Linked DNA regions of Sus scrofa: region 1 is linked to region 2. A link is a contact called in public promoter capture Hi-C data. All regions are on one chromosome and are shown on one strand. Each heading gives the region's core, a stretch centred on a gene start, on an enhancer-like site or on the middle of the called end of the contact. The rest is flanking DNA. Distances are from core to core; before and after follow the strand shown. Region 1 holds the start of APLP2 (amyloid-like protein 2). Region 2 holds the start of NFRKB (nuclear factor related to kappa-B-binding protein).

Region 1 (5,146 bases), core at 159-2,658, 140 kb before region 2:
GTCAATGCCCAGGTAATCAAATCCAGTCTCACTTCCCTGTGCAATTAGCCAAATACGCAGAAATCCACTGCAATTTTTAAAAGAGTGAAGAGGGGAAATGAACTACACCAGAAACGCATTCCAGTCCGACAGTTCACGCACTATTTGGAGAAGGCAAGTAAAAATAAAGCCCCACGTCTCCCTCAGGAACAGAAAGGCTTCTATGAAGCGGCAATGTCCAGGCCACGCCGCAGACCCACGCACCCCAGCGAGTCACCCTGGAACCCAGACACTTAAGCACCTTGCGACACAAAGATGTCTACGGGATTATCAGTTGCAGAAAAACTACTTATACTAAAAAAGTAAGATTAAACCAAAGACTTTTTACAACGTAAAACGAGAACCGTCCCTACTCGCCGAAACCCACCACATAAGGGAGCAACACCAACAGCAAGGGGGGGGTGGGGGTCCCCTTGTTTATTAGATGCAGGCAAACAGCTATATTTAACAATTTCTCCCGAAGGCCCGATGCCAGGGCGGAGGATCTGGGTAGAGGGGCATACAGAAGCAGAGGGCACACCCGCTGCGGGGGACAGTAGCCTGCTTCGGTGCAGTCCGAGAGGCGCTCGCCTGGGCACAGCCGCACTTCCCAGGCGCCCGCATCTCCGCCGCTCGGCCCACCTCGCCAACAAAGGCCGCATCCACCGCTTCCCGGTGGGAAACCCCAAGACCGCGCGGGGAGCGCACTGCCTGCTCCAGCCCGGGTTGGGGTCTGCGCGGCCGCGCCCGGAGCGAGTCCAGCCGCACTGGGTCCGGGGCTGCGGGCCACCGCGGGGCGCACGGCAGAGGCTCGCGTGATCCCGGGGGAGGGCGGGTGAGGGATCTAAGCCGCGCGGGGTCCCAAGAGGATGGGGCAGCGCTGCAGGAGGGATGGGGGCTGGGGAGGCCAAGGCGGCCCGCCGCCCCCCGCAACCTCGATGCCTTTCATTTGGCCTCTGCGGCGGCAGAGGCAGCCCGACCTCGAGGGCTAAGCACTGCGCCAAGCAGGGGCGGGCGCGGGAGGCGCGCCAGAACCGCCGCAGCGCCGGACCACCCCCACCTCCCCGCGCCCCGCGCCCCTGGCTCGGACCCGCAGGCCGCACTCGCTTGGCGGGCGCAGGAGAAAGGGTTCAGGCGCTCGCCCGGTCCCCACCTCAATGTAGCCGGCCAGCGCCGCAGCGGGAGCCGACAGCCCGAGCAGCAATAAGAGGAGGAATTTGCCCGTGGCAGCTGCGGCCGCGGTCCGGGTGGCCGCCATCCCTCGCCGGGTCCCACTTGCGGTCGGCTCTCAAAAATCGCACCCTCGACGTTCGAAGCTCTCCCTACCGCGACCCTGAAGCAACTGAAGCCAGTTCGCCGCCGCCCCGGGGGTTTTACACCAACCGGAACTGACTTCACAAACCCACGCCCTCCATTTCCGAAGCCCAATGCTGGCCCGCAGAACCGCCCCAAGACCCCGCCCCTTGTTCAGCCCAGACCCAATCAGGGGACGGAAAAGCCCGCACCCCGCCGCCCCTGCCGCGCACCCCCACAAGGCCCCGCCCCTCGGCCGCTGACGCCCCGCCCCAGCCTAGACCCTACAGCCCCCGGAGCGCGGGGGTGTGCGCGGGTGGGTGGAAGGGAGGCCGAGGTTCGGTTCCAGTCGGGGGCGCGCCTCGGGCTCCAGCGTCGCGGCACAGTTATCCGTCCGCACTGCGCCCGTGTCTTCGCCTGCTGCCGCCTGATAAGGGCACGCCCCGCTCCCCCGCCCCTGCGGGGTATTTTCCAGATTCCTTTGGGTACCGCCCTCTTTTTGGTTCTGAAAATCTTTTATTAAAAACAGGATTTTAAAAACCAGGATGAATTGTTCCGAGGCCAGGCAAGGTTGCTGAAGGCCCTCCTCTTGGGCTGAGGAAGGGCTGCCATGAGGCAGCTTTCCTCCGCTTCGACCCTGAGCAGGGCGCGCCCCTTTCCAGCGCGAGGAGCCGACTTCGCCCTTTTGTCGCTCCTTGAAGGGCTCCGCCCCCGCAGTGTTTCCAGGCTTTTGACCTCTGTTCCTTAGGCCTCACCCTTACCCTTCCTTCCCAGGGGCGACTCGAACCTAGGATGGCGTCCTCCTACTGCAGACCAGCTGGGCAAGGACCTCAAAGCCCAAGGTCGCCTTCCTCGTGTGTTTTAGGAAAAAAGCATTTTTCTTTCTTCAGTCTAAGATGACTAGCAAGAGACCTGCTTCCCTCTGCCTTTTTGCTCCACTGCTTTTCCACTTCAGGAAACATTCAGCTGCTCTGGTCCTCAGCTGCCAAGGCCTGGCCAGGGCTGGGGCGCCTCTGGCTTTGTTTCCTTTCAATAGCCTCGTGATTTATGGACCACCCCCTGCAGAGTCCTTGCTAGTTTCCAAATAAATAGAGACCAGAGTCTCTAAAAAGGAAGAGGCAGTGTCCACAGAGCACACGGTGAGGAGAACGCTGCATTTTCCAGCCTCTGCGTGGCATGCCCGTTCTTGTGATTGAACAGCTCTATCTACCCCGCTGCCCAAAAGCAGCCCGCACCTTTCCACTACAGAGCGTTCCCATGCCTGCACTGTCCTCGCTCCAACATTTACCCGTTGAAAACATTTTCATCTTCCTGTGCTCGCTTGGAGGTAGCCATCTGTTTCTGAATCCCCAGAGTGCTGTTCCCCATTATGGCACTTGTTCCCCTGGTTATTTCCATAGCCCTTGTGCCACTGACAAGATATGGATATATGTCATACTGCAGGTTATCTCACCCTCCATACCCCATCACACATTTGTGAAGCATCACTGAAACCACTTCTGTGGCACTGGTCCTAGTTCAGCTGCTGCTTTGGACTGAATTGTGTCGTCCCCAGCATTCACCTATGTTGCAGCCCTGGCCCCCAGTAGGTTGGTAGTCAGAGATGGGGCCTTTGGGAGGTAATTAGGATTAGATGACGTCTTGAGGGTAAGGGCCCTCAAAGGGGATTAGTGCTCTTATAATAAGAGACCAGAGAGTTTGCTTTCTTTCCCCACCCCCATCCCACCCCCACCCCATGTGAGGACATAGTGAGATCAGGAAAAGTGTCCTCAGCATGGGACACCAGGTTGGCCAGCACCACGCTGTAGGACTTGCCAGCCTCCAGAACCAAGAAAGAAATTTCTGTTGTTTAAGGCACCCAGTCTGTTGTACTGGATTATGGCAGCCGGAACTGACTAGTGCAGCTGAGTCACTATGGGTAAGCCTTCATCATTTGAATTGTCTTTCCTTCCTTAACAAGCGTGAATATTAAAAACCTGTCTTATAAGAGTTTCTGTTGTGGCTCGGTGGGTTAAGAACCCAACTAGTGTCCATGAGGATGTGGGTTGGATCCGTGGCCTTGTTCAGTGAGTTAAGAAACTGACATGGCCATAAGCTGAGGTGAAGTTCACAGATGAGGCTCAGATCCGGCGTTGCTGTGGCTGTGATGTAGGACAGCAGCTGCAGCTCCAACTCAACCCCTGGCCCAGAAACTTCCATATGCCGCAGGTGCAGTCCTCAAAAAAAAAAAAAAAAAAAAGCCTGTCTTCACCAATTTGTGTGATGCAATGAAAAATGAATGTATGATACTAAAAAGCATGAAGTGTAAGTTTCTGTGAAAATATGCATGGAAGCAGTATCAAGTGTCTGTGAGAGTCCTACTTTTGTTGTGGATCCTTGTATGAGTCCTCCAGACTGTCTGGTACCTTTTGTTTCCTTCCCCACAAAATCTGAGACTTGAAGACAGGAACATCTAAATGTCTATGAATCTAAATGCAAAGAGGAAAGCAAGTGAAATTCCCTGGTTCAGAGCAGTGGCCTCAATATTCATGCTTTTGGGGACTGTGTATATTCAAGGCTGAGCTCTAATATGGGAAAGGATAAGGAAATATAGACAAATGACTTAGGAGTTTTTCTTTTCTTCTCTTTTCTTTGTCTTTTGTCTTTTTAGGGGCACCCAAGGCCTCTGGAGGTTTCCAGGCTAGGGATCTAATCCACACCACAGCCACAGCAATGCCAGATCCTTAACCCACAGAACGAGGCCAGGGATTAAACCCACAACCTCATGGTTCTCAGTCAGATTCATTTCCGCTGCACAAAAACTTCATTTAGGAGTCTTTCTATCTAAAGTTATTTCAGTTCTAACAGGAGTTTACTTGCATTTTGGGGGTCACTGGTGGATCATTAATAAAAGTTTGTTGCTCTTTTCATCACTGTTCTTGATTTTTTTTTTTTTTTCTTTTTAGGGCTGAGCCTGAGCATATAGTTGTTCCCAGGCTAGGGGTTGAATCGGAGCTGCAGCTGCTGGCCTACGCCACAGCCACAGCAACAACAGATCTGAGCCTCATTTGTGACTTAAACTGCAGTTTGCAGCAACTGAGCAAGGCCAGGGATCAAACTGTCATCCTCACAGAGACTATGTCGGGTTCTTAACCTGCTGAGCCACAAAGGGAATTCCTCAACGTGCTTGACTTTAAAATGTTCCTCTCGGAGATCCCATGTGGCACATTGGGTTGAGAATCTGGCATTGACAGTGCAGTGACTCAGCTTGCTGCTGTGGCTTGAGTTCCATTCCTGGCTTGGGAACTTCCATGTGCCATGGGCTTGGCCAAAAAAGAAATAGTCTCTTTTTATTGACACAGGAGCATACCTAGTCTTGTAATTCTCAAACAATAATTTTTCATCCCAAATATGCTTATGTCAGTGACCAAAATATTACCCTTTGTGCAAAAAAGTTAAACGGCCTAAAATAATCTCCTTTTTCTCTTCTCTCTCTCTCTCTCTCTCTTTTTTTGCATTTTAGGGCCACACTCACGGCATATGGAAGTTCCCAGGCAGCTAGGGGTCTAATCAGAGCTACAGCTGTGGGCCTATACCACATCCACAGCAATGTGGGATCCGAGCCGTGTCTGCAACCTACACCACAGCTCATGGCAATGCCAGATCCTCAACCCACTGAGTGAGGCCAGGGATGGAACCCCAAACCTCATGGTTGCTAGTTGGATTCGTTTCTGTTGTGCCACGATGGGAACTCCTTTCCTCTCTTCTTAAGAATGAGGCTTTCAGGTGTTCCCCTTGTGACTCAGCAGGTTACAAATCTGACTAGTATCCATGAGGATGGTGTTGCTGTAAGCTG
Region 2 (5,437 bases), core at 781-3,280:
AACTTGGTCCTATTGGGTCCTTTTTAATTTGAACCAACAAGGTACCTCCCTCCCCTCAGGAATAACTTATTGATTAAAGCTGAAAACTATCGCTGAATGGAATGTTCATTTTATGCCAGATATTTCAAGTTTTAAAATACACCGAAGGGAAAAAATATTGTGGAAGGACCTGTGTTTCTTTCCCATCTGATTTCTTTTTTCCCCCTTTTTGTTTTTCTGTCCTTACATGGAAGAAGTAAAGACTCTAAAACTGATTTGTATATTATCAACCAGAGATGCAGGGGTGGCAGTCAAGCCAGACAACATTGCTTTGAGATCAGGTGTTCTGCACATTTATTCTAAGGTGGTAAATTTTCAAAAGGATTTGGATTCAAAGAGATGGCAGATGATAAGCCATCTGAAGACCCAATTTGGAAAAAAATGTATGTAGCCAATGTTTATATTGTGGCCTCTCCTAAGACACACTGACAGTGTAGTGTGAAAATTATGGAGTACCTTACATATATATTTTACATTTTTATTGTTTGATTTGTGCCCACATAAACAGACATTTCATCATGTAAAATTCCTGTTATTCTGGGAAAACCTATTGTTTTGATCTTGAATTGTTTTCTGATTTGGAATTATCCTTTCAAAAAACTCTTACGATATGTAGGACTAAAAAGCACTTCATGAGATGCTAAAGCTGACCCACAGGTTGAAAATGTTGACCCTATCCTGTTATTTAAATGTGAACATTTATTGTACATTCAGTGAGTTATAGTGTTAATAGTCTTGTGCTATTCAGCAGGTGTAAAAATTAATAAATATTTTTTTTTAATAAACGTCCTTCTTGTTTGTATGTGTATAAGTTACAAGTTTCTGAGATCATTACTTTTTTTTTTCCTTTTTAGGGCCCACTCGCGGCATATGGAGGTTCCCGGGCTAGGGGTCGAATTGGAGCTGTACCCGGCCTACACCACAGCCACAGCAATGCCAGGTCCAAGCTGCATCTGCGACCTACACCACAGCTCACCGCAGCACCGGATCCTTAACCCACTGAGTGAGGCCAGGGATGGAACCTGAGTCCTCATGGATCCCAGTCAAATTCGTTTCCGCTGCGCCACCACAGAAACTCTTTTTTCTTTTCTTTTCTTTTTTTTAATATTACAACTTACATTGTTTTGACTGGGGTTCCCTCTGGTGTTGTCAGAGATGTAAGGTTGGGGAGTTTAGGGATGACAACTATGGAATGATGTTTCCAGGCCCTTTTACTTGGTGGTTTCTAATTCGAGATCCCTCCCAACAACGTAACAGGAACTAGAATGGCTTCATTTGGAAACCACTATTTTCCAACCAGGGAGGAACTCTAGTTTGGCCCGCCAGCCTCTCTGAAATATTTCCATCCAATCGGGAGAACCGAGGATGGTCTTTGCACGACTGGTTGAAAGTAGCTGTGGAATAAGAAGTTTGAAACTATTCTAAATAAAACCTAGTGAAGAAGAAGAAAGGGATCCAGATTCTTAATAAGAGGAAGGTTATTGAGTGTGATTTAAAATTATTTCTTCGACGTGCGTACTTCCCGGACGTCAAGGGTCTAGGGACCTGAGAGAGAGGTGGGGCCGTGCACGCTGCGGGATGAGGGGGATAGAAGTAAGGTGGAGGGGCACGGGCTCCGATCCGCGTTATCCTCATTGAAACTTAGAAATCGCAAATTGGGAACAAACAGTGCACGCAGCTGAGGTACAAAGATGCTGAATGAAAAGTGCTCAGCATAGTTCCTGGAGCAGGGTATGCGCTCTGCAAACGTTAGCTAATAAAACTGCATTCATTCACTCACGGGCTCCGGAACCTCAATTCGGGAGGTAAGACACTAGAACCTCAATTCGGGAGGTAAGACACTAGAAGCTTCTAAACTAGCGAAGTCCAACCAGCAGAGCTCAAGCCGAAGTGCCACGCCCAGCAGCTAGGGCTCGAGGAGCTCCAGGCTTCGCCCTGCCCCGCCCCGCCCCGCCCCCGGCGCTTCGAGGCCCCGCCTAGCGCAGCCCCGCCCCTTCCGCCGCCTGAGCCCGGAGCGTGCACGCACCGAGACGCCTTGCGGGAGCGAGCGCGTCCGGGAGCCCGCGGGCCGAGAAACGCAGCGGGTCTGGAGACCCGCGCCCGCGGCGCAGGTGAGGGCAGGCCAGGGGCGGCGAAAGGGTTAAAGTGTTGCCGGGGAGCGGAAAGAGGGAGCGGACGGCTGGGTCTCCGAGGGTCGCTGCTCCTGTGGGCACCGGGCAGGGGAGCGGGCGTGTATGGGAGCCGGGCGGCCCGGGTAGGTGGGGGTTAGGGTTAGGCACGGCGTGGGGGAGGGGTCGTGGCAGCGGAGGTGCACTTTGGGGGGGAGGGACCCGTGCCTTGGGCTGGAGCGGAGCCGCTAGGGAGGGTTTGCAGCAGGGGCTACGGATTTGGAGTGGGCGGTTGCTCCGGAAGCAGCCTAGGGTTTAGCGTCTGTATTGGGGAGGATTCTGGAGGGAAGGTTGTCCGAGGTGCAGAGTCCTTCCTGGTCTAGTAGAGAGCTCCAGGAGCCCACAAGACTTAGAAATCCTTGGCTTCCGGGGTTCCAACCCTTTGGCAGCTGCCTGCTTTTTGTATTTTGAGATTCTCTTCAGAATAGTACCGGGGCAAAGGTTGCCACTCGATTAGAGTAAATTTAGCTACCCATTCACCGTAATTGAAGAAACTTGTGAACAAGTGTGAAACAGGTGAACCTCCTAAGAGTCAGAACACTGCTTTGCAGCTGTTAGCCTGTTCTTTGCCAGTTCTCTTAAGAGGACTTTATTCTGAGCGTCAGGTTGCATCTACATTTTGTTTCTTTTCAAAAGTTTTATGAACGTTGATGCCATGTGCTCTTCTCACCTGCTTCAGTTATTTAGGCACCAGGAGTGTTAGTTCACCAAGAGCTGAAGGGTACTGGGCACAGTTAATTGGAGACCACACAGCTGCTTTGAACACTGTCTTTCCACCGCATCTTTACATAGATAGATCTGGCATCATCTCTTCCAGATATCTTGAACTAGTTAGTGGAAAGGTGCTTATTTTAGCAGTAGTATTACAAGTCTGCTCCTTATCACTAGAGAGCTTCAGAGTGAGAAGTCATTACATGACTACATGAAGTTATATAAATGCATCCATCTGGAGATTATTCATTTCAGGATTCCAGGATTGGAAATAACAGGGAAGAGGACCTCACCCAACTCCCCTTCATCTTATAGATAAGGAACTTGATAGCCAGTCAGTTAAGATTTGCCCAGAGTCATTGAGATTAGGCTAGAAGTTTGGTATTTAACTGTTAAATCTATCTTTTTCTTTCCATTTGGTAGGAATCAGAGCTAGAGAATGGATTTAGCAGATGTTTGTAGAGTGATTGAGTTCAGCCTGCCTATGGGCTTGTTAACTTGTTCACTCCTGTGACCTCAGCTTTGCACCTGATTCCATCCATCATCAGTCTTATGATGAAAGAAAAAGTTTCCCACATACTTTTCTAAAGGTAGCCAGCAGTGTTCAGTTATTACTGGAAGGAGAAAAATAGTATTATATTTACATGGTTATAAATATCAGCCCGACCAGCTGAAGGAGGCTTGGGCACTGACTTTGCTGGCTGTCCTGGTCAGGTGTGTGGAGACTCTAAAGTTTGTATGGACTAGTAAAGTCATGTTAAGATACTTCTTTTTCCTGATTTAAATTGACAGTTTATCCAGGGGTTTGCAATCGTGGGTTTTTCAGTTGTACCTCTGGGGTTGGGCAAGTTTCTTATCTACTTTGATCCTAGGTTTTAGTATCTGTAGAATAGATGTAATAACCCTATATTGCACACTTGTAAGAATTAAATGAAGTATGTGGAAGGCCTGGCACTTAATAGGCCCTCATTAAATAACTTAGTGTTACTGTCTGAACTTTACTAGTCTATGTGGATTTTCGGTGAATTCTCTTTGGTGAAGGAACAACAACAAAAATTAATTGCTTAAAAAGGACCCCAACAGGAGTTCCCATTGTGGCGCAGTGGTTAACGAATCCGACTAGGAACCATGAGGTTGTGGGTTTGGTCCCTGCCCTTGCTCAGTGGGGTAACGATCTGGCGTTGCCGTGAGCTGTGGTGTAGGTTGCAGACGTGGCTCGGATCCTACATTGCTGTGGCTCTGGTGTAGGCCGGTGGCTGTGGCTCCGATTCGACCCCTAGCCTGGGAACCTCCATATGCTGCAGGGGCGGCCCAAGAAATAGCAAAAAGACAAAAAACAAAACAAAACAACACCAAAACCCAACAATTAATACTAAATGAATTATGTTGTAATGAGAGATTATTGGCCTGGGAAGTCTAAGTTGTGGACTCTAGTAATTTAATCTTTGAGTCTAATTTTGCTCATGTGTTAAGTGAAGATATAAGAAATTCTATAAATTGGGGACTTAGAGTAATGACAGACCTCCTGGGTAAGATGTGAGATTCAGATGAGAATGTAGGGATTAAGGAGCTGTTTAGCTGTAGTTAGAGTGTAAAGATAAGGTATAAGAATACATTTGAGGGAGTTCCTGTTGTGGTTCAGTGGTTACAAACCTGACTAGTATCCATGAGCATTCAGGTTCGATCCCCAGCCTTGCTCAGTGTGTTAAGGATCTGGTGTTGCCACATGCAGCACAGGTTGAAGATGTAGCTCAGATCTGGTATGGCTGTGTATGGATTAGACCCCTAGCCTGGGAAGTTCCATATATGCTGCAGGTATAGCCCTAAAAAGCAGAAGGAAAAAAAAAAAAGAATACATTCGAGATTGAATGTTTTCTGGGCCAGAGTATTTTGAGAAGGAGGCTTTGTGTCAACAGATCCCTGGAATTTTTGCCTGTGTCGTGGTCTGATGCATTTATTTGTCTAGGTTACTGTGGAGCATAAGCAATGGATTCCTTGGACCACATGCTGACAGATCCCTTGGAACTGGGCCCGTGTGGCGATGGACATGGCACTCGGATCATGGAGGACTGCCTCCTGGGGGGCACTAGGGTCAGCCTGCCTGAGGACCTTCTGGAGGATGTGAGTAGTGACATTGCACCCATCTTTTCCTTTCTAACCATTTTTCTCAACCTTTTCCACACTCTGCAGGCTTTCTGTTTGATTTTCTCCATTGCAGCCAGAGTGATTTCTGTCTCTCTTCTTTTTTGTCCGCTCCATGGCATATGGAGTTCCTGGGCCAGGAATCAGATCCGAGCTGCTGTTGCAACCTACACTCTAGGTGCACTCTTTTTTTTTTTTTTTTTTCTTAAATTTTATTTTTTGCTATTTCTTGGGCCACTCCCTCGGCATATGGAGGTTGCCAGGCTAGGGGTCGAATCGGAGCCGTAGCCACAGGCCTACGCCAGAGCCACAGCAATGCGGGATCTGAGCTGCGCCTTCGACCCACACCACAGCTCACAGCAATGCCAGATCGTTAC

Evidence for each region. Promoter capture Hi-C pulls out the DNA fragments that hold promoters and counts their contacts.
Region 1: a contact with region 2 is called in a promoter capture Hi-C map of fetal liver, with 2.4 times the contacts expected there. The contact joins the promoter of APLP2 here to the promoter of NFRKB in region 2. A contact is called at or near these places in 2 of 5 promoter capture datasets (fetal liver and liver) and 1 of 2 datasets of contacts at active chromatin or transcription factors (alveolar macrophages).

Annotation. Positions count from the first base shown.
Region 1 is chr9:56,795,043-56,800,188 of Sscrofa11.1, reverse strand. APLP2 (amyloid-like protein 2) reads right to left here and starts at 1,408. Exons shown (of 17, transcript XM_021063158.1): 1 at 1,172-1,408. The coding sequence starts at 1,276.
Region 2 is chr9:56,652,661-56,658,097 of Sscrofa11.1, reverse strand. It overlaps NFRKB (nuclear factor related to kappa-B-binding protein), which reads left to right and starts at 2,030. Exons shown (of 26, transcript XM_021063150.1): 1 at 2,030-2,150; 2 at 4,885-5,039. The coding sequence starts at 4,905. It overlaps PRDM10 (PR domain zinc finger protein 10), which reads left to right. Exons shown (of 22, transcript XM_013979568.2): 22 at 1-828.